6 separate regions of the Mus musculus genome follow, and regions 1, 2, 3, 5 and 6 are each linked to region 4. Evidence: chromatin contacts called from public Hi-C, HiChIP or PLAC-seq, Micro-C and promoter capture Hi-C data. All regions are on one chromosome and are shown on one strand. The core of a region is the stretch at or near the end of the contact, and the rest is flanking DNA. Distances in the headings are between cores, read along the strand shown.

What was found. Hi-C and Micro-C count contacts between places; a contact is called where the count stands out from the background. HiChIP or PLAC-seq counts read pairs in DNA pulled down with a chosen protein or histone mark. Capture Hi-C pulls out chosen DNA fragments and counts their contacts.
Region 1: a FOXA1 HiChIP or PLAC-seq map of pancreatic cancer cells shows a contact between it and region 4. The contact joins the promoter of Slc25a10 here to the promoter of Slc38a10 in region 4. A contact is called at or near these places in 2 of 39 promoter capture datasets (hippocampal neurons and second pharyngeal arch cranial neural crest), 2 of 115 datasets of contacts at active chromatin or transcription factors (bone marrow-derived macrophages and pancreatic cancer cells) and 1 of 9 other capture datasets (adipose tissue).
Region 2: a Micro-C map of embryonic stem cells shows a contact between it and region 4, with 2.6 times the contacts expected there. The contact joins the promoter of Notum here to the promoter of Slc38a10 in region 4. A contact is called at or near these places in 1 of 39 promoter capture datasets (pre-B cells) and 1 of 484 Hi-C or Micro-C datasets (embryonic stem cells).
Region 3: a Hi-C map of uterus shows a contact between it and region 4, with 2.9 times the contacts expected there. The contact joins the enhancer-like site here to the promoter of Slc38a10 in region 4. A contact is called at or near these places in 1 of 484 Hi-C or Micro-C datasets (uterus), 5 of 115 datasets of contacts at active chromatin or transcription factors (bone marrow-derived macrophages, embryonic basal ganglia, embryonic hindbrain and 2 more) and 3 of 9 other capture datasets (adipose tissue, liver and pancreatic islet).
Region 5: a FOXA1 HiChIP or PLAC-seq map of pancreatic cancer cells shows a contact between it and region 4. The contact joins the promoter of Pcyt2 here to the promoter of Slc38a10 in region 4. A contact is called at or near these places in 1 of 39 promoter capture datasets (pre-B cells) and 2 of 115 datasets of contacts at active chromatin or transcription factors (bone marrow-derived macrophages and pancreatic cancer cells).
Region 6: a contact with region 4 is called in a promoter capture Hi-C map of adipose tissue. The contact joins the promoter of Hgs here to the promoter of Slc38a10 in region 4. A contact is called at or near these places in 2 of 39 promoter capture datasets (hippocampal neurons and second pharyngeal arch cranial neural crest), 1 of 484 Hi-C or Micro-C datasets (cerebellum), 2 of 115 datasets of contacts at active chromatin or transcription factors (bone marrow-derived macrophages and memory CD8 T cells) and 1 of 9 other capture datasets (adipose tissue).

What each region holds. Positions count from the first base shown.
Region 1 is chr11:120,490,381-120,493,103 of GRCm38.p6, reverse strand. Slc25a10 (solute carrier family 25 (mitochondrial carrier, dicarboxylate transporter), member 10) reads right to left here and starts at 1,267. Exons shown (of 11, transcript NM_013770.2): 1 at 1,028-1,267. The coding sequence starts at 1,117.
Region 2 is chr11:120,659,848-120,662,547 of GRCm38.p6, reverse strand. It overlaps Notum (notum palmitoleoyl-protein carboxylesterase), which reads left to right and starts at 1,355. Exons shown (of 12, transcript NM_001382269.1): 1 at 1,355-1,427; 2 at 2,183-2,553. The coding sequence starts at 2,210.
Region 3 is chr11:120,422,405-120,425,301 of GRCm38.p6, reverse strand. All of the region lies in intron 3 of Nploc4 (NPL4 homolog, ubiquitin recognition factor), which reads left to right. Among named protein-coding and RNA genes, the nearest start is that of Nploc4, 14 kb to the left of the region's middle. Within about 2 kb of position 1,506, at least 25 of the 459 cell types and tissues checked have an H3K27ac peak or open chromatin away from gene starts, as enhancers often do. A contact at or near this core is called in liver and uterus, where this site is marked.
Region 4 is chr11:120,149,975-120,152,674 of GRCm38.p6, reverse strand. Slc38a10 (solute carrier family 38, member 10) reads left to right here and starts at 1,324. Exons shown (of 17, transcript NM_024249.5): 1 at 1,324-1,695. The coding sequence starts at 1,597. It overlaps Gm11769 (a long non-coding RNA gene), which reads right to left and starts at 2,268. Exons shown (of 3, transcript XR_389232.4): 1 at 1,961-2,268; 2 at 1,277-1,837; 3 at 1-896.
Region 5 is chr11:120,616,662-120,619,361 of GRCm38.p6, reverse strand. Pcyt2 (phosphate cytidylyltransferase 2, ethanolamine) reads left to right here and starts at 1,417. Exons shown (of 14, transcript NM_024229.3): 1 at 1,417-1,598. The coding sequence starts at 1,510. Sirt7 (sirtuin 7) reads left to right here. Exons shown (of 10, transcript NM_153056.3): 10 at 313-991. The coding sequence ends at 514.
Region 6 is chr11:120,466,126-120,469,046 of GRCm38.p6, reverse strand. It overlaps Hgs (HGF-regulated tyrosine kinase substrate), which reads right to left and starts at 1,412. Exons shown (of 22, transcript NM_008244.3): 1 at 1,284-1,412; 2 at 1-38. The coding sequence starts at 1,320. It overlaps Arl16 (ADP-ribosylation factor-like 16), which reads left to right and starts at 1,447. Exons shown (of 5, transcript NM_197995.2): 1 at 1,447-1,684; 2 at 1,807-1,865; 3 at 2,280-2,393. The coding sequence starts at 1,624.

The DNA.
Region 1 (2,723 bases), core at 18-2,517, 340 kb before region 4:
GTAGTAGAAACTGCCTGAGGCTGGATTGCCAGCTCAGACCTCAGGGGCCAATCCAATGTGGGGGACGGGGGAGGTGGCAGCCAGTGTGAATGCTCAGTCCACAGGCTGAAGTAGCAGCCAGAGCTCCTTGGGCAGAGTGGGTGAGTTCTTTGTTCTCTGTAGTAAGACAGAATCAGGAAAAAATTCCCCGAGAATGCCCCTGGGGAACAGGAAGACAGCTGTCTCAGTTTGTCCTATAAGCATTTATTTTTAAAGAAACACACACACACACACACACACACACACACACACAAAACCCTACAAAACCACGTGTCCTATTTGCTTCTTGCTGTGAGACGATCTTATTGGTTAGACCCTATGAACGCAGGGTCTCCTTCCTAGCTCACTTAGGACGGTGCTGATCCCAATATAGCAACGAAACAAGCGGAAGCAGATGACCGAGGTCACATCACCACCTAGTCCATTGCCTTCATTTCCACCCCCCAGTCCTCACAGTAGGTGGTGCTAAGCGCCCAGCAGTGGGAGTGCTCTTGTGCGCAGAGACCAGGCTGGTCTTTGGATCTCAATACCTGTGCACACGCACAACTTTAACCAGAGTTGTCGAGTGTTTGTGGCAAAGGAATGGCTCAGAGTGGCAGAGTTTACTTAAGTATAGCGCAGAGCTGAAGCTGCGCAGTCATCTGTTAGGACTGTGGTTGCGGAGGGATTAGCAGGTAAGCTGAGGAGCAGGAGGTCCTGTCTGAGGCATAGCTGTCTGTCACCTGCGGACGCCAGCTGCAGAGGGTCCCCGGGGATTTTCCACCGCTGCCTACCGGGAAGTAAGTGTATTGGCGCCCGCAGCCGGAGGCCAGCAGCGCAGAGCGGGGCAGCCCGCGGCTCAGGCCGGCGTGGGCGTCACCGGCGGTAATTACCGGGTGCGCAGTCAAGCGGCGGCCGCAGCAGGCGCCTTGTAGGCGCCAGGCCCCGGATGGTCCCCGGCGCCTAGGGCTCACCCGCCCGCTCGGCCTTGAAGCTCAGGCTCACTCACCTTGAGCAGGTCCAGCGGGTGCGTGCAGCAAGCGGCTCCGCAGGAAGCCAGCCCCCCAAAGTACCAGCGAGATGCGCGTGCCTCGGCCATGGCCAGAGCAGCAGCGACCTGGCCCGACCCCGGTGAGCACAACTCCGGTCCCAGCTGCTCAACGCCCGGTTCAAAGTGCTACCGAGCGCCCGCGCCCGGTACAGCCAATGCGCCCGCGCAGCCCCGGGGGCGGGGCCTATGGACTCCGCCCGCCACCGGACTCCAGCCTTGGGAGACTCCGCCTCTGGTCTTAAAGAGGCCGCAACGAGGAGCAATGAGAGGCGATCCACTGGAGCCAACTGTGAAACTGAGCTAACCCATGACCACCCCCACTCTCCAGATCATGGCTTTGGTCTCAGTTCCGAAGGCGCTCTGCCATTCTCAACTCATCAGGAGGTTGGTTTCCTACCAGCACCCTCTAGCCCTAGTCTGAACTTATGCCCTGGTGCTAACTTCGTGTGTTACCCAGGAGAAGGACACGTGTTGCAGCAGTGGACCTCTGTCCCCTATCCCCCTCGAGAGCCCAGCCCCCGCCCAGATGTAGGGGGGGATGGAAACCGTCTTGAGGCCAGCTTGCAAATTAAATAGAAATCAGGGACAAAAGGCTCTTAGTAAAGGGTAGCAGTGCTCCTCCCCCATGCCTACACCCAGCGAGTCCCTGCCAAGTGCAACTCAGCCCAAGCCTTGCTGTGGACACAGCCCTAGGCAGCCACCATGGAGAGGGTTCTGGGCTGTGAATTCTTCATGGTTACTGGCTCAGGCTCCTAGGAGGCAGCTCCAATCTGCCTGGTCTCAGAAGCCCATCTCTACCTACTGAACACGGGCAAAGAAATCCACATGTGCTCCCAGTTTGAGGGTGCACCTGCTAGCCAAGGTGATTTCTGAATCCCAAGGCTGCTTTAAGTCTGGCATTGTGAATGAAAAAGACACGTGTCCTGCAGAAAACTAACGTACACCTGGCCAACTGCTCCAGGCACCGCTCCCGCTGAACATTCAATAGGAGTATCCTATCCAGTCCTGCCAACCAGTGCCCAACTTTGTAGCAGCGAGGGAAGTAGAGAGCATGATGTCGTCTAGAACTCTAGGTGGCCTCCCATGCCAAGATACTTATTGTCATAGTACCAAGGTTGCACAATGCAAGATCTGGCATCTTGCTTGGGGGTGTGCCATCTTGGCATTTCCCCCATGCCCAAGAGCACCCTACACTGGAAGCCTATAACAAGGGGGTGAGGGGCACTTCCCACACTGGATCCATTCCTTTCCTACAGCAGGTACAGACAACATGCAACCTCACGTCTAGGAAGGTCTCTAGGTGGCAGCATCTGATATCTTAGCTGGGCTACTGTGGGGTAGGGAACCGAACAGCTGGCTGCTTGGTTGGTGAGACCAGGAGCACCACTTGGTCTTGCCCATATAGACTAGCCCTACCCAGAAACCATCAAGTACTAGACATACACTGCCAGGCACAGCAGAGGTCATATGCTAAAGGAAGCATGGTTGGTGTTCAGCAAGAGGATACTGCTTTTGTATATAAAACACTGGAGGGACCTTCAAAGTTACATCTAAGAACCATGAGCTACAGAGCCAATGGTTAGGGTATAGAAGTAGGCCTGACTGTCACACAGCAAGGAAACAAAGCTATGCCCAGTTCTGTCTTGTCTCATTT
Region 2 (2,700 bases), core at 106-2,605, 510 kb before region 4:
AAGTGTGTGCCGTGTGCCTGAGGAGGCCAGAGAAGGGCTTTGGATTCCCTGGAAATAGTTACAGATAGTTTGAACCACCATGTGGGATCTGGGACTTGAACTTGGGCTCTCTGTGGGAGCAGCTAGTGCTGTTACCCGCTGAGGCATCTCTCCACCCCAAAGGTGAGCTTCTAAGTGAGCAGAGCCTGGTGGTCTCTCAGCTTCTCTAAACTCAGTTCCCATCTGGAAACAGAACACACATCAGGTGCCCATGAGCAGACTCCTGTATGCTTTTTCTTGAGTGAACCCAGCATCTGACCTGGAGGCAGCCTCATTTGGGGTTCTGTAGTTTTACCCTTCTTTTTGGCTTCCGGACTGGATCTTAGGAGAACTGGCCTGCTGTGTGTGTGTGTGTGTGTGTGTGTGTGTATTGGCTCTGCAGCACAGGTGGCATCCTTCTTGACTACTCCCTAGGACTCCTCCCTAGGATCTGCAGCAGGTACCCACTAGATGAAGCAGGCTCCTCCTGTCATGAATTAGATTGTGGGCTGTAGAAGCCCTGCCCAAGGTTTGGACCCTTGTCCTGAGGCAGGTGTGTTTCCTGTCTCTAGAAAAACACTACCAGACTGCAGGCAGAAGGTAAAGAAAAAACAAGCTGCTGGCTTGTGGTGCACTTAGGGTGGGTATGCTTGGTTTTGTGCAGCCCGTTTGACCACGACTACCACCGTCATCAGTCCTGCTCCTGAGACTTTTAATTAAATTATTTATTCATTTATTTAACTTTAGAAGTCCACTGTGTAGCCATGGCTGGCCTAAAACTTGCCGCAGTCTCCTTGTCTGTGAGTTTTGTGCATGCCAAAGTTGGCTCCCAGTTTTGATTTCTGTCAGGAATTTCATTCTCGCTGGTCACCAGAGCCTGGGGATGTGTAGAGGAGGTAGTTACATTAGGTGAGATGACTTGGCAGATGGAAGGGGGTCTCCAAGACCGCAACTTCTCTGATCTTCTATCTCTTCTCCTCCAGTGGCGTCTGGGGCAGGGAGAGGTTCTTAGTGATCTTCTTCATGGAGTGCAGCAGCAAGGGACTTTACACCAAAGCCTACCAACCTTGTTAAGTAGCAGTACGGTCTCTGACCTACATGTCTCCTAACAACTGCGGCACCAGATAGGGAGACTCTACAGCGGGTTGAAGTCACACGCTCGATCCTTCCTGCAGGTCGACCCCGAAAGCCCGGCCTTGGGCCCCACCTGTCCGCTCCTCGCAGAGGCCCCCCCTGCACCGCTACTACCGGCCCCTCGGCGCGGAGCCCTGTGTCCGCCGCCGCTTTGATCCCGGGGGCCCCGCTGGATAAAAGTCTCTGGCGGCTCTACGCCAGCGCCAGAGAGGGAGCGCAGCGCAGTCGGGCGCACCAGCGGGATAGCGCAGCTCCAGCGACTTCCAGGACCTACGGTGAGCGCAGGACTCCGGGCGGTTCCAAGTATGCGAAGGGGGCCCAAGTGCGAGTCTCCCACGAATGCACGGGGCAGGGGCGCGGGAGGGAAGGCCCCAGCGGCACTAGGTGAACGTTCGCATCCTGCGCCCTGACCCGTCGGGCCGGGCAGCTGCGCAACCCGCAGGGCGCCCCCGATGCGGAAAGGCCTCTTCCTCCCCGCCCCCGAGGCGCTCCGAGGGCGGGGGTAGCGGCGCCGAGCTGGCCGCGGAGAATGGAGTTGCCCGGGGCCAGCCCGGCCGCGCTGCCCCCCACGGAGCCGGGCCGGGAGCGCCTCCGGCGGTTGCAACGGGTTAGTCCAGGCCCCTCCGTCAGACTTGTGGTTTGGGAAGAAAAGGCTAAGCCTCCGCCAAGAAAAGAGTGAGCGCAGCCCCCTCCCCCTGCCGCGCCCGGGCGGCGGCGGCACTTCTAACGCGCGGGCACCCGGGCTGCCGCGGCCCCCGCAAACTACGCCCAGCTCGGCTCCCGCCGCTCATTGGCGCGGGCCCGAGCCAGCGCACCCAGAGTCTGCATTGCCCTCGGCCGGCTACGCGCGGAGCCCGAGCTGCGGAGGCCGGTAGCGCCCGACTCCAGAGCCTCGACGCCGAGAGCCCACACTGCCGCCCGGGGCAGGGACAACGCACGGGAGCCCGAGCCGAGGAGCAGCAGTGTCTTGCGCGCCCCCTGGCCCGGCGCCCCGCGCTGCTGACGCCTCACGGCCGTCCGCTCTCCGCAGGTGGCCACAGGCCGGAGTGACATTGCCATGGGAGGAGAGGTGCGCGTGCTGCTACTGCTGGGCCTGCTGCATTGGGTTGGGGGCAGCGAGGGCAGGAAGACCTGGAGGCGCCGTGGCCAGCAGCCACCCCAGCCGCCGCCCCCGCCGCCGCTCCCGCAGCGGGCTGAGGTGGAGCCGGGCGCCGGGCAGCCGGTGGAGAGCTTCCCGCTGGACTTCACGGCAGTGGAGGGCAACATGGACAGCTTTATGGCGCAAGTCAAGAGCCTGGCACAGTCCCTGTATCCCTGCTCTGCGCAGCAGCTCAATGAGGACCTGCGCCTTCACCTCCTGCTGAACACGTCGGTGACCTGCAATGACGGCAGCCCCGCCGGGTAAGGCCAGCGCGGGGCAGGACCCCGGGAGGCCGTCAACCTGGCTTGGCTGGCCCCACCGGTGCTCCGCGCCTGGCTCGCCGTCATCCTATCGCTGGTGGCGCTCGCATCCTCTGCCTCCCCGCGCGCGTACAAACGCGGAGACTG
Region 3 (2,897 bases), core at 257-2,756, 270 kb before region 4:
GAACACCCACGTATAAGCCAGGAACAGGTGCAAATAATAACAACAACAACAGTAGTAGTAATAACAAATACTTCAAAAAAAAAAAATTAGAGCCGGGCGTAGTGGTGCATGCCTTTAATCCCAGCACTTGGGAGGCAGAGGCAGGTGGATTTCTGAGTTCGAGGCCAGCCTGGTCTACAAAGTGAGTTCCAGGACAGCTAGGGTTACACAGAGAAACCCTGTCTCGAAAAAAAAAAAAAAAAAAAAAAAGTGAGACCCTATCTTAAATAAAATAAATAAATAAATAAAGGCTTGTATGGTGGATGGCTCAGCAAGTAAAAGTGATGCCATCAAGCCTGACAAGCTGAGCTCACTCTGGGGCATACATGAGGAGAGAACTGACCCCCACAGACTGTCCTCTGACTGCCACCCCTGTAAAACAAGTCAATATGAACATACTACAAATAATAAATAAATAAATGTGCTACAGAAAGTTTGTAATAATCACTGGGCTTGGGGATTCAGCTCAGTGGTGGGTGCACATGTGCCTAGCATGTGTGAGACTCTGAAAAAAGTACAGATTTATGTGGGTTGTGGTGTTCTGGTATGAGTATCCTGTGTTGTGGAGTATTCTTCCACTAGTGGGACAAAATAAATACCTGAGGAAACAGAGGGAGGAAAGATTATTTTGGTTTAGTTTCAGTCCACAGTGACTTGGCTCCATCGCCTCTGGAGTGGTAAAGCGGACATTGCAGGAGCATGCAGTGGGGCAGAACAGTTCACCCCAGCAGACAAGAGGCAGGTAGAGACTAAGATGGACAGGGGACAAAACACGAGACTGAGTATGGTTTCCTACCATTACCCTGTATCCCCAGGTCTCTCCTCCTCATTTTTTTTTTTTTTTTTTTTTTTAAAGATTTATTTATTTATTATATGTAAGTACACTGTAGCTGTCTTCAAACACTCCAGAAGAGGGAGTCAGATCTTGTTACGGATGGTTGTGAGCCACCATGTGGCTGCTGGGATTTGAACTCTGGACCTTCGGAAGAGCAGTCGGGTGCTCTTACCCACTGAGCCATCTCACCAGCCCCTCTCCTCCTCATTTTTAAACTTTTTATTTTGAGACGGTCTTCTTTCTGTGTTGCCCAGGCTAGCTTTGGACTTGCCTTTTGTCTCCTGAGTAGCTGTTTTACAGGCCTGAACCACTAGGCCTAACCAAAGCGTGATTTGATTCCCTTTCCTAGGGGCTGTTGATGTCTAGCACTGCAAAATGCCAGGCGGCTCCTAGCTTTTTCCTGAAAGGTTTCTGATCCATTCTCTGGAGTTTGTGTTTATGAGTTGTAATTCCAGCATTTGAGTCATAGACTTGCCTCTCTCTCTCAGCCCTTACTCTGTCAATTCTTCCTCGTGGAAATTTATTTCCCTTGTAATTTTGGTTTTTATTGGGGTAAGTGTGGCTTCGAAGAGGATCTATTTGATGCAAGCTTTAGTGGCATTTGCTTATGTGAGCACCAGGGGGTGCTGTGGAGCTGCATTCTCTTCTGGTTTGGGTCTCCAGATCCCAGAAGCAGCCCAGGTTTCACTCCATATGCGTGTGCCTGGTCTTGGAGGTGACTTTGCCCTGCAGAGCATCTGGTGGAAGTAGACTCAGTTTCTTCTTGGTTCCCATTCTGAGTTCCTGGATTCTCTTGGTTGTTCTGACATCCTTGAGTCATGTGGGGTTTTTTTGTTCTTTAAGGACGTTCTCACATTATCCAAGCTGGCCTTGCACTTGACGTCTAGCTAAGGCTGACCTTGAATTTGTAACTGCTTGCTTTTTTCCTTCCCAAGTGCTGGGATAACAGGTGTGCACCATCAAGTCTGGCTAGTCCTTTGGTTTATGTAGGAGATTCAGGCTCAGCAGTCAAATGTGAGCAGGGAGTTCAAAGACACATCTGTTGCCCAGTAAACACTGTCGTCTATGAGCCTCAAGTTCCTGATCCTGGCCTTGGCCGAGGGACAGTCGTGTCCTCTGCTATTATTAGTGACATCACTGCGAGCTTTGGAAGGCCTGGGTGTTTTTTACCTTTGGAGCTCAGCAGTGTTTTTACAGTGTATTTGCTAAAATCGATCCAGTGTCTGAGCCAAGTATTTTATAGTTAGAGGATGTTTAGACATATTTAATCCAGTGCTAGAAGCAGAAGTTCTGGTTACAGTCTGACAGCTTTATTGCCTCTGAATTATGGGGGATAAGGAGGTGAGGGCAGCTCTTGAGAGCTGCAGCCCCCGCTCCTGGGATTCTGCATGTCTGTCAGTACTTGTACTTGCAGACATTGTTCTTCTTCGGTTTGCTGTTCAGCACTGGACCAGTTGTTCTCTCAGTTTCTTTCTTGTGTGTCCTGTTGACAGCAGCTGAAAGTTTGCGAAATGATCTGTCACCTCCCGTCTTCAAAGGCTGGAGCTGATTTAGTGCCACGAGACACCTCTGGTCAGGCATGACCCACGATGGTTCTGTGAATAGCTTCAGAGAGAAAACGGTTCTTTAGCCACAAGTCATGTCAAGTTGGAGCAGAGCAAGTAGAATTGTGGCAGCTCTTTTGGAAAGCAGGCCTTCAGCAGTCTTGGAGCAGGAAGCTGTGTCTGGGAGTCTGCCCTGTCAGAGGGAAAGAAAGTGTTGGCATGTGCTTGAGGTGTGTGCTTCACAGTGGCAGAAACCAGCAGACTTGCCCAACCCTGTAGTGTGGTGACCCTCTGTCCCTGGGGGGGGGGGGGGTAGCACACATCTGTAATCCTAACACCCAGTAAGTAGAAGTAGAAGAATTTTGAGTTTGAGGCCAGCCCAGGCTGCATAGTGAGATGTGGAGTTTTTTTGTTTTTTTAAATAAGTCAGTGTTTTAGTTAGGATTTTATTGCTGTGATAAAACGCCACTACCAAAAGC
Region 4 (2,700 bases), core at 75-2,574:
ACACAGTTGCTGTCTTCAGACACACCAGAAGAGGGCATTGGATCCCATTATGATGTGGTTGCTGGGAACTGAACTCAGGACTTCTGGAAGAGCAGTCAGTGCTCTTAACCACTGAGCCATCTCTCCAACCCTATTCTGGCTTTGTATTCAATTACTCCTTTTTTTTTTTTTTTGTTCGAGACAGGGTTTCTCCACGTAGCCATGGCTGTCCTGGAACTCACTTATGTAGACCAGGCTGTCCTCAAACTCAAGAGAGCTGCTTGTCTCTGCCTCCTGAACGCTGGGATTAATGGCTCATGCCACCAATTGCTCTTTCTAGCTTTTCCTTTCTCTCTCTCTCTCTCTCTCTCTCTCTCTCTCTCTCTCTCTCTCTCTCTCTCTCATCTCTAGAAGCTGCTCTGCCTGATGCTGGAAGAATTTGTCCCTTGTCTGAGATCTTGCATGGGCCTCAAATTGTTTTCTAGGAGAGCCTCTTTAGGCAGCTTGAAGTTCCTCCTTGCATGCACAGCTCTGGCCTCCTGGAATCATTGTGGGGTCTTTCTTGGACCTCAGGTCCCTAGGCCTTCATTCACCACAGACACCACCATAAAGAACACTGCCAGGTGCCAGTAATCCACTTAGGTGTTGGAGCGTTCTCTTTTCTCTAGTCTCTTTAATGTCCATTACTCCAGGAAGAATTCTCATTAGTCCTTCCAGTACAGAAGCCACCATCTCTTGAAATCCTAGATTTCCCTAGTCTCTCCTTTTTACCTTTCCTCTGGTTTTCTTTCATATTAGGGCAGTAGACCATTTTCACCCACTTAGCGTATCAAACAGACACATCTCCATGCTCCCTCCTCCAGGCTGTTGTGACTTTGCTGAGTCTCTGAACCTCCCGGTGTCCCGATGATTTTTATCTGTAAAACGTTAAGTGCTAATTTTGTCCCAATAAGTTGGCATTCAGTCTAGACAGGTCCTCCAATTGTGACCCAAAATCCTTCCTGTGCGCAAGGACCTGAAAATTAACCCTCAAGAGCCCACTCCTCACCTGAAAGGTAGTCCTTCTCTTTCTCTCCTGTTGTTCCACTAGAGGTTGTACCCAGCAAATGACTCTTCTACCAGCGGCCACAGTCACTAGTCTAAGCCTGGAACCCCTAACCCAGATTGTAGCCCCGCCCTGATTCAGACCCCGCCCCACGTCCCGCCGTCCCTCCCCCCACATACTTCTTATTGGCCAGAGTTACGCCTAGCTCCGCCTCTGGGCCCACCCAAACCACGCCTCCTCGGGCATACACACCTACTTCTAGTTGGCTGGCGTCCCGCCTCATCCCGCCCTTTGATACCGTCACTTCCTGGTAGAGTAGGCTCCGAAGGCGGAAGTTTGGGTGCCGGAGGCAGCGAAGCGGAGCTGAGGTGTTGCTAGCGTTGCCTGCGGCGCTTCCGGGTTCCCGCTTCACTCTGGGGAGGCGGAGGCGGGAACCTGGAACCATGGCTATGAGGCTGCTGCGGAGCCTGGCAGGGTCTGGAGGCTGACCTCGCGACGCCTGTCCGCGGCCCCCCCTGCTTCAGGTTTAGGGTTATCTAGGGTCGCTCTGTCCTGGTCCCTAGACCCTCAAAATGACGGCCGCCTCCACCTCCAAGTGGGGGCTGATCACGAACGTGGTGAACAGCATCGTGGGCGTCAGCGTGCTCACCATGCCTTTCTGCTTCAAGCAGGTGAGTCGAGGGCGCGGGGGCATCAGGTTGAAGTGCTCGTTTGGTGGGAAGGGGGTGTGAGCACCGCGGGTCGGGAAGAGACCCAAGCAACGTCCCCGAAGCGAGTCGCGGTCCGGATCTGCGCGCTCAGCGGTTGCTCACACTGTACGGAAAGGCACAGAGAAGGATACGTTAGCGGATTGATAGTGGTTTTGTTGGTCCTGTTTTTGACTCTGACCGACTGCATGGCACGGAAGCATGCCGGTCCTCGGCTTCGGCTACTCACCTTTACTCAAGGCGATTTAAAGCATTCGTTTGGTCTGATCTGTATCATGTGTCACCGCAGTTGGAAAAGCCGGCATACAAAAAAGTTTGGTGTTATTTCTGTGTTGAATGCCACATGAAAAGATGGTCATTTCTACGTGGCTTTGTTGTGTCTGCCAGTGAGTTGCGGAAGCAGATGGAAACGTCAAATTGGGTAATGACTCTCTTAACAAAGGGAGTGGCGGGGTTCCCCGTCGCTCATCCATGCCACGCGGGCTGCTGTCCTGTTCTATTGAAACAGTGGGTTATCAAGGCAGAGACCACTCCTCCTATCTGATGACTCCCAGGAGATGAGGTGGAAGATTAATCCGGGATAGACATTTGGAAGTGAAAATGGGTTGTTGATAATTTAATAGTAGACTAACAACTACTTCGTGTGTTTTGTCGTTCACATCCCAGGCTAAAAATAGAAAACAAGTTTTTTTAATCAATGAGTTTTTGATCCTCAACAACCTATCCTGATTGAGACTGTATCTAGGGTTCCCGGGTAGGGTATTTGATATGGTTAATAGATGTAGACAGGAGGACAGAGCTAGATCCTCTGGGGTGACATCTGTGTTGTGAACCCCAGTGTTGAGTTGTTGGGGGATGGTTTTGGGTGTCTTTGGAGTGCCTACGTGTCCCAGTGTCCATGGAAACTGTCTGTCAGCAGAATTGCATCCTGGGACTTGAGTGTTGGCTGGTTTCGAATCTCCAAGTGAA
Region 5 (2,700 bases), core at 168-2,667, 470 kb before region 4:
GAGTTGCTAGCAAGTTATCCTTGGAGGTGAGGCCATCCTGTGGCTAGCACTACCCCTTCCTATGTGTGCAGCTCCCACCAACAGTGGGTGAGACAGAAGAGGCTGTCGAGCGAGGGCTGCTGCTGCCCTGAAGACTTTCCCCTGCAGCTTGGTGTCCCCTGCAGCTTGGTGTCACTGACGCTGCTTCCAGCCAAAGCCCAGATTAAGACATAGGTGGGATGGCAGGTGGCCTCAGACAGCTTTCCTGTGCCTGGGAGGGTTGCGATTCGAGGGGTTTTCAGACCTGCCTGATGCTGCTTTTCTTTCTGTTAGGTGGCAGGATCCAATCTTCTCCTTGGCGACCCCCCTCCGTGCTGGTGAAGAAGGCAGCCACAGTAGGAAGTCACTATGCAGAAGCAGAGAAGAAGCCCCACCTGGGGACCAGAGTGACCCCCTTGCCTCAGCTCCCCCTATCCTAGGAGGCTGGTTTGGCAGGGGTTGTGCCAAGCGTGCAAAAAGGAAGAAAGTGGCATAGCCCGGAGTTGACAAAGAACAGTTGGCACTTTGCAGATGGCTTGACCCTTGTTCAGGGGCTCCGCCCGTGTCGCCGTGAAGGCGAGAGTGCCCCCTCCGGCTCTAGTGGGTGCCGGCTTCGCGGTGACGGTCGTCTTTAGCCATTTGTCCTTGTGGAAAGGCTCTCTTGCACTGCTGTGACTGCCCCGCTATGGGCTTGATCTTCAAGGACACCTCCCTCCTGTTCACCCCTGTACAAAGGTGGCAGCAAGGCCTCTGTGAGAAGAGCTCCGGCCCTTCCCAGGCCTGGCCAGCAGGAGAGTCCACCACTGCCTTACCTCACTCTCCAGGCTAGTCTCAGGGCCTCCCTCTTTCTACTCCTTATCACGTACAAGTGTTCACTTTATAGAAGCCTTTTTCTGTATTGGGTATGCGGCACAGGGAGAATCTAACTAAGCCTCCAGTCTGAGCAAGTCTTATTAAACATCTCTCAATTGCTTTGGTGTCCCGATGACTGTCACACGCACCACCGAGGTGCCTGCATCTGAGGGCCTGCATCGAGGCGCTTTTGAAGAACCCAGCCCCTGAAAATGCTTTTGGTTGGTTGGTTTTTTTGAAACAGGGTTTCCGTGTGTAGCCCTGGCTGTCCTGGAACTCATGAGATCCTCCTGCCTCTGCCTCCCAAGTGCTGGGATTAAAGGGGTCGCCACCACTGCCCGGCTCCTAAGAATGCTTAAGGCACGGGGTGAGCTGCACGCACAGTTGTGGTGCTAACCTGCCCCGTTCGTCTGTGGAGAAGTCAAATGCCAAAGCCCGGGCACCTGCAACACAGACCATTGGCCGCTCGATCTGGGCGGAGGGGGGTGTGGCCCGGCTGGGGGCGGGGCCCTGGTTGGCGCACGCCATTGGCTGCGCCAAGCGGGTGAGATCCGCGTGAGCACGCGCAAGCGTCGAGGGCGGGGCGACGGTACTGTGTGTCGCGGGAGCCGCCAGGATTTGCGGGGGGCCTCCGGTGCCATGATCCGGAACGGGCACGGGGCTGCCAGCGCTGCTGGGCTGAAGGGTCCGGGAGATCAGCGCATCGTGCGGGTGTGGTGCGATGGCTGGTGAGTGGGGCGACGAGGGGAGGGCGGTCACCTGGGCGTCACGCACCGGCCGTTGGCGGAACCGGAGTCTTCCGAGGCCGCACGAGGCAACCTGGCCTCCGGTCACTTAGGAGTGTAGCGTACAGACACGGGTGCATCAGACGGTGCGCTCCCCGAAAACCGGAAATGCGGCTGTCTGTTCGCCTTGGGCATTTACCCAAATTACCTGGGCTGGAAGGCTGTGAGCTTCTCTGGCAAATCAGCCCGTGACGTCTCCAAGAAAGTCCTGGAGCTGTCAACAAGCCGAAGAGATAAGATGTTGGCCTTTCTATAACTTACCATCTTCAGCCCTTCGTCGTGCCTACCCCTGGTGGATGAGAGGCATTCGGAATGGTCACCAGGGCTCCTCAGGGCATTCATGGCGGAATAGGCTAGACTTTGTGCGTTTCTTGTTTGTCTTTGGTTGGTTGCTGAGGATGGGAACCATAGCCTTGTGTGCTATATATGTACAGGCAAGTGCTCCATCACTGAATTACAACTTCAGTCCCCTTCTGTTCTTTTGCACCTGAGTCACCAGCTTTGACTTCGTGTCAGTGGACTATGACCTTGGCCCCACCATGGTGCCACAAGCCCAGATGCAGACTCTGACCTTTGATCTAGCCCTGCCTGTCTAGTGGGCACAAGGGCTGTCCTGGAATTTGCCCGTTATCATGTCCCACCTCCCACCCCGTGCACTGTGGTGTTGACATGATGATAGCCCACTAGGGCTCTAGAGGAAGCAGAGCAGAACCTATGGCCCAGCACTGGCCCATGGCAAAGAATACAGGTGGTCCCAGGGATATCCCACTGGGATATCCTCAGTGTCCAGCATATTGCTGGCTTCTGCATAGCTTGACCTTGACAAAGTACTTGTGGCCAGACCTAGATTTGAGGATAAAAGCAGGTGACAGGCACTTGTTCTCTCAGAGAGCTAAGCCAGCCCTGGGGGTGGGGAACTGTCCACTTGTGTCAGGGTGGAAGTATCTGCTCCCAATGCAGGACTGATCTCTTGTTTCCAAGCTTGAGTGTGGCTTGTTGATCCAGGGGGACTATTCTTGTTTAGGGTGCAGGAGGTTCCATATTC
Region 6 (2,921 bases), core at 163-2,662, 320 kb before region 4:
CCAGTCTGTCTCCAACAGAAGCTGGCTGGTGGCTTTGTCTAAAGGGAAGAGATGCCCATTCAAAGGGTCCATTGAGCTATGTTTCCGAGCCGGCCCGTCAAAAGTCAAGAACATCCCTCATTTTATACAGCCAAAACCAAACTGAAAATCCTCTTGAAGTACACTGACAACCATGGAAATGGCATCCTCCCATGCAAGAAGCAAATAATGTGGAAATGATACTTAGTCCCTATCAGCTGTCAGCTCAAGCTCGGCTTCACTCAGTTCCCACAGACCCTCTGGAGAGAGGTACTACTTGCATCTGCTTTAAAGATAAAGGAGGTAGAGAATGCCCTTTGTCACAGCTTGCTGGGCACTTTAAAATGGCATACCCTGCTGCTTCTCAACAGAGTCCCATCATTTAGAAGTTTTGTCCTTTACCTCTTAGCTGGGTAATGTAATGGGTCCCTTAGCAAGCTCTAGAAGATGAGGGATGATTTCTCCATGTCAAGTGGTACCCCCAGCCAACACCTCTTCACACTCGGATCACCCCTCCCTTACGAAAGTGAGCTATCCCAAGATACACCACCCTTGTTACTCATTCAACAAGTTAGTGGATTCATACCTGACGTGCTGAACCTCCCAGGATATGAGACTAAGGTAAACATCTCATCATCTAAGATTCCCCTTTGAAAACCTTAGCTCAAAAAGGAGCAAGTGAGCAGCCTAGGATGGGGCCTGCTCCTGAACACATTTATTGAGGGAATGGTGCATGCATGTCAAACTCATTTTTCCCTCCTAAAATTTACACTGTCCAGGAACCTCAGATAGTGATATCAACAAGCACCTTCAAAAATGAGAAATACATGTCTTCTCAAACCCCCAGGCACTACCAGAGCGCAAGAGGCTGAGGTCCTAGGAAGCATTCCCCAAGGGGCTCGAAAGGTTTAAGGAAGGCAGTATCGGTTCCACCCTGCGAAAAGGTATCGGGGTCTGAGACCCGCATGAAGCTAAGATCTGAGTCATGACTTCATGACTCAGGACTTTGGCCCAATCGGTTCAGGACCGTCGGACCCGGAGGAAGAGAGGTCCGTCACGGACCCCCAAAGAGCATTCGTCACTGGAACCCCAGGACTCAGTGTACAGCCCGGGCGGCCACACCCGAGGCCCGGGAACCGTGCAGTGCTCCCCGGAGGCCGACGGCCGGTCTAGGTGGCCGGCCCGCTCTCCTGAGACCTACGGAGGCAGCATCTGGCCGGTGCGCGCGAGGGAGCTGACTTGGAGCTGACGGGCGGACGCGTTACCTAGGAGACGCTCGAAGGTGCCGCTGCCTCGCCCCATGGCGACCCCACTCCGGACCGACGCTGCAGTCGCTCCCTCTTTCGGAGCTGACGCGCCCCCCAACTTCCGCTTCCGCCTTTCTTTTTCTGCTCGCGCACGCGCAACGCCTCCGCGCCGCCCCGAGTCCTGCTCCATGGCGAGACTTGCGCTTACACACTGACTCTGAGCGTCCATTGGACCGCTCAGTCCATTGGGACTAACCAATGAGCAGCCTGGACGAGCGGTCTATCCAATGAAAGCTAAGCGGAGGCGGGCCTCATTGCGTGGTAGCTCGGAGGTACAAGCGCGTTATCCGAGGAAGGGATGTGTCTCCTGCTTGGAGCTGCTGGGGTCGGGAAGACCCTGCTGGTGAAACGCCTTCAGAATATCCTTCCGCGCCGAGTGGGCAGGCAGGGAGTCCCAGGCAGGGTGGGGAGGGAGCACACCGGGGTCGCTCATCACGGGAACTCCTCCCTCTGCCACGCCATGGCCCTTGACCGCCGGGACAGCTGAGCTCCGGAGATGGCAAAGGCGACCTGGGAGAGCCCCCACCGACGCGGCCCACGGTAGGTGTCGGCCTCTCTCAGGTCATGCATGCCCTTTGAGGCTTGCAAAGGTCCTCAGACCTCTTCTAATGGAAGCCGCGGTGCCTGTGGTCAGTAGGTTGGGTACTGTCTGCGGCAGAGGAACTCCCATCACTAGACTTCTGAGTGTGGAGAACCCGAAGCCCGTCTTCCGGTGGGCACCTTTCTCTCCCATCCCTAGAAATTCATTCCCTCGTCACTCTCAAGGCCCATCTCTATGGTTGACGTTGGCCTGGAGCCCCCAGAGAGCTGCATTTCTTGGTGGCGAGAGCAGAGGGCTTGAGCAGTTGTCACTGGCTGTGGATGCTTAGCTCCCTCATGGCGGTGCTGCCATCCAGAAGCTCACCACAGCACACCGCTTGCGCTGGTCTCAGTGCATCGTGGTTTTTTCCATAGGTGGGCACCAACCTTACAGACATTGTGGCCCACAGGAAGATCACCATCCGAGAGCTCGGGGGATGCATGAGCCCCATCTGGTCCAGTTACTATGGAAACTGCCATTCGCTCTTGGTGAGTTAATACTTCAAGCTTCTTTGGAGGTCAGTTTTGTCTGACTCCCTGAACCATCAAGTATTGGCCCTGCTTTTCATGGGATCGGGTTTGGGGGTCTTTGATGACTGTGCATTGGTCTGATTTCCTGAGCAGGGCTCAGATTCTAGGAGGCTTGTTGAAGGCACAGCATGTTCTATGCCTTGATACCTGAATACGACCAACACTTTACATCCCTCTTGTTGGTCCTATCTGTAGAAGGAAGGGGCATCAAATTCTGGGATGAAGAGCTGATGGCCACAGTAGACTTAATTTTACTTAAAGACACCAGTGACAGTCATCCTCGTACAACTCCCCCTTGGCTATTTCCAAAACCTGTTGTTTAAAAGCCAATCTGGGGCTGGATATGTAGCTCAGGAGAGTGCTTGCCCTAGCTACACTTGAAGCCCTAGGTTCAAACTCCTGCATCATAAATTTAAATCCACTTAAAAAGTTGTCTGTGTGCTTTTGTGAAATGACCAGACAGGGCTCTGGTCAGGACTATCTTCT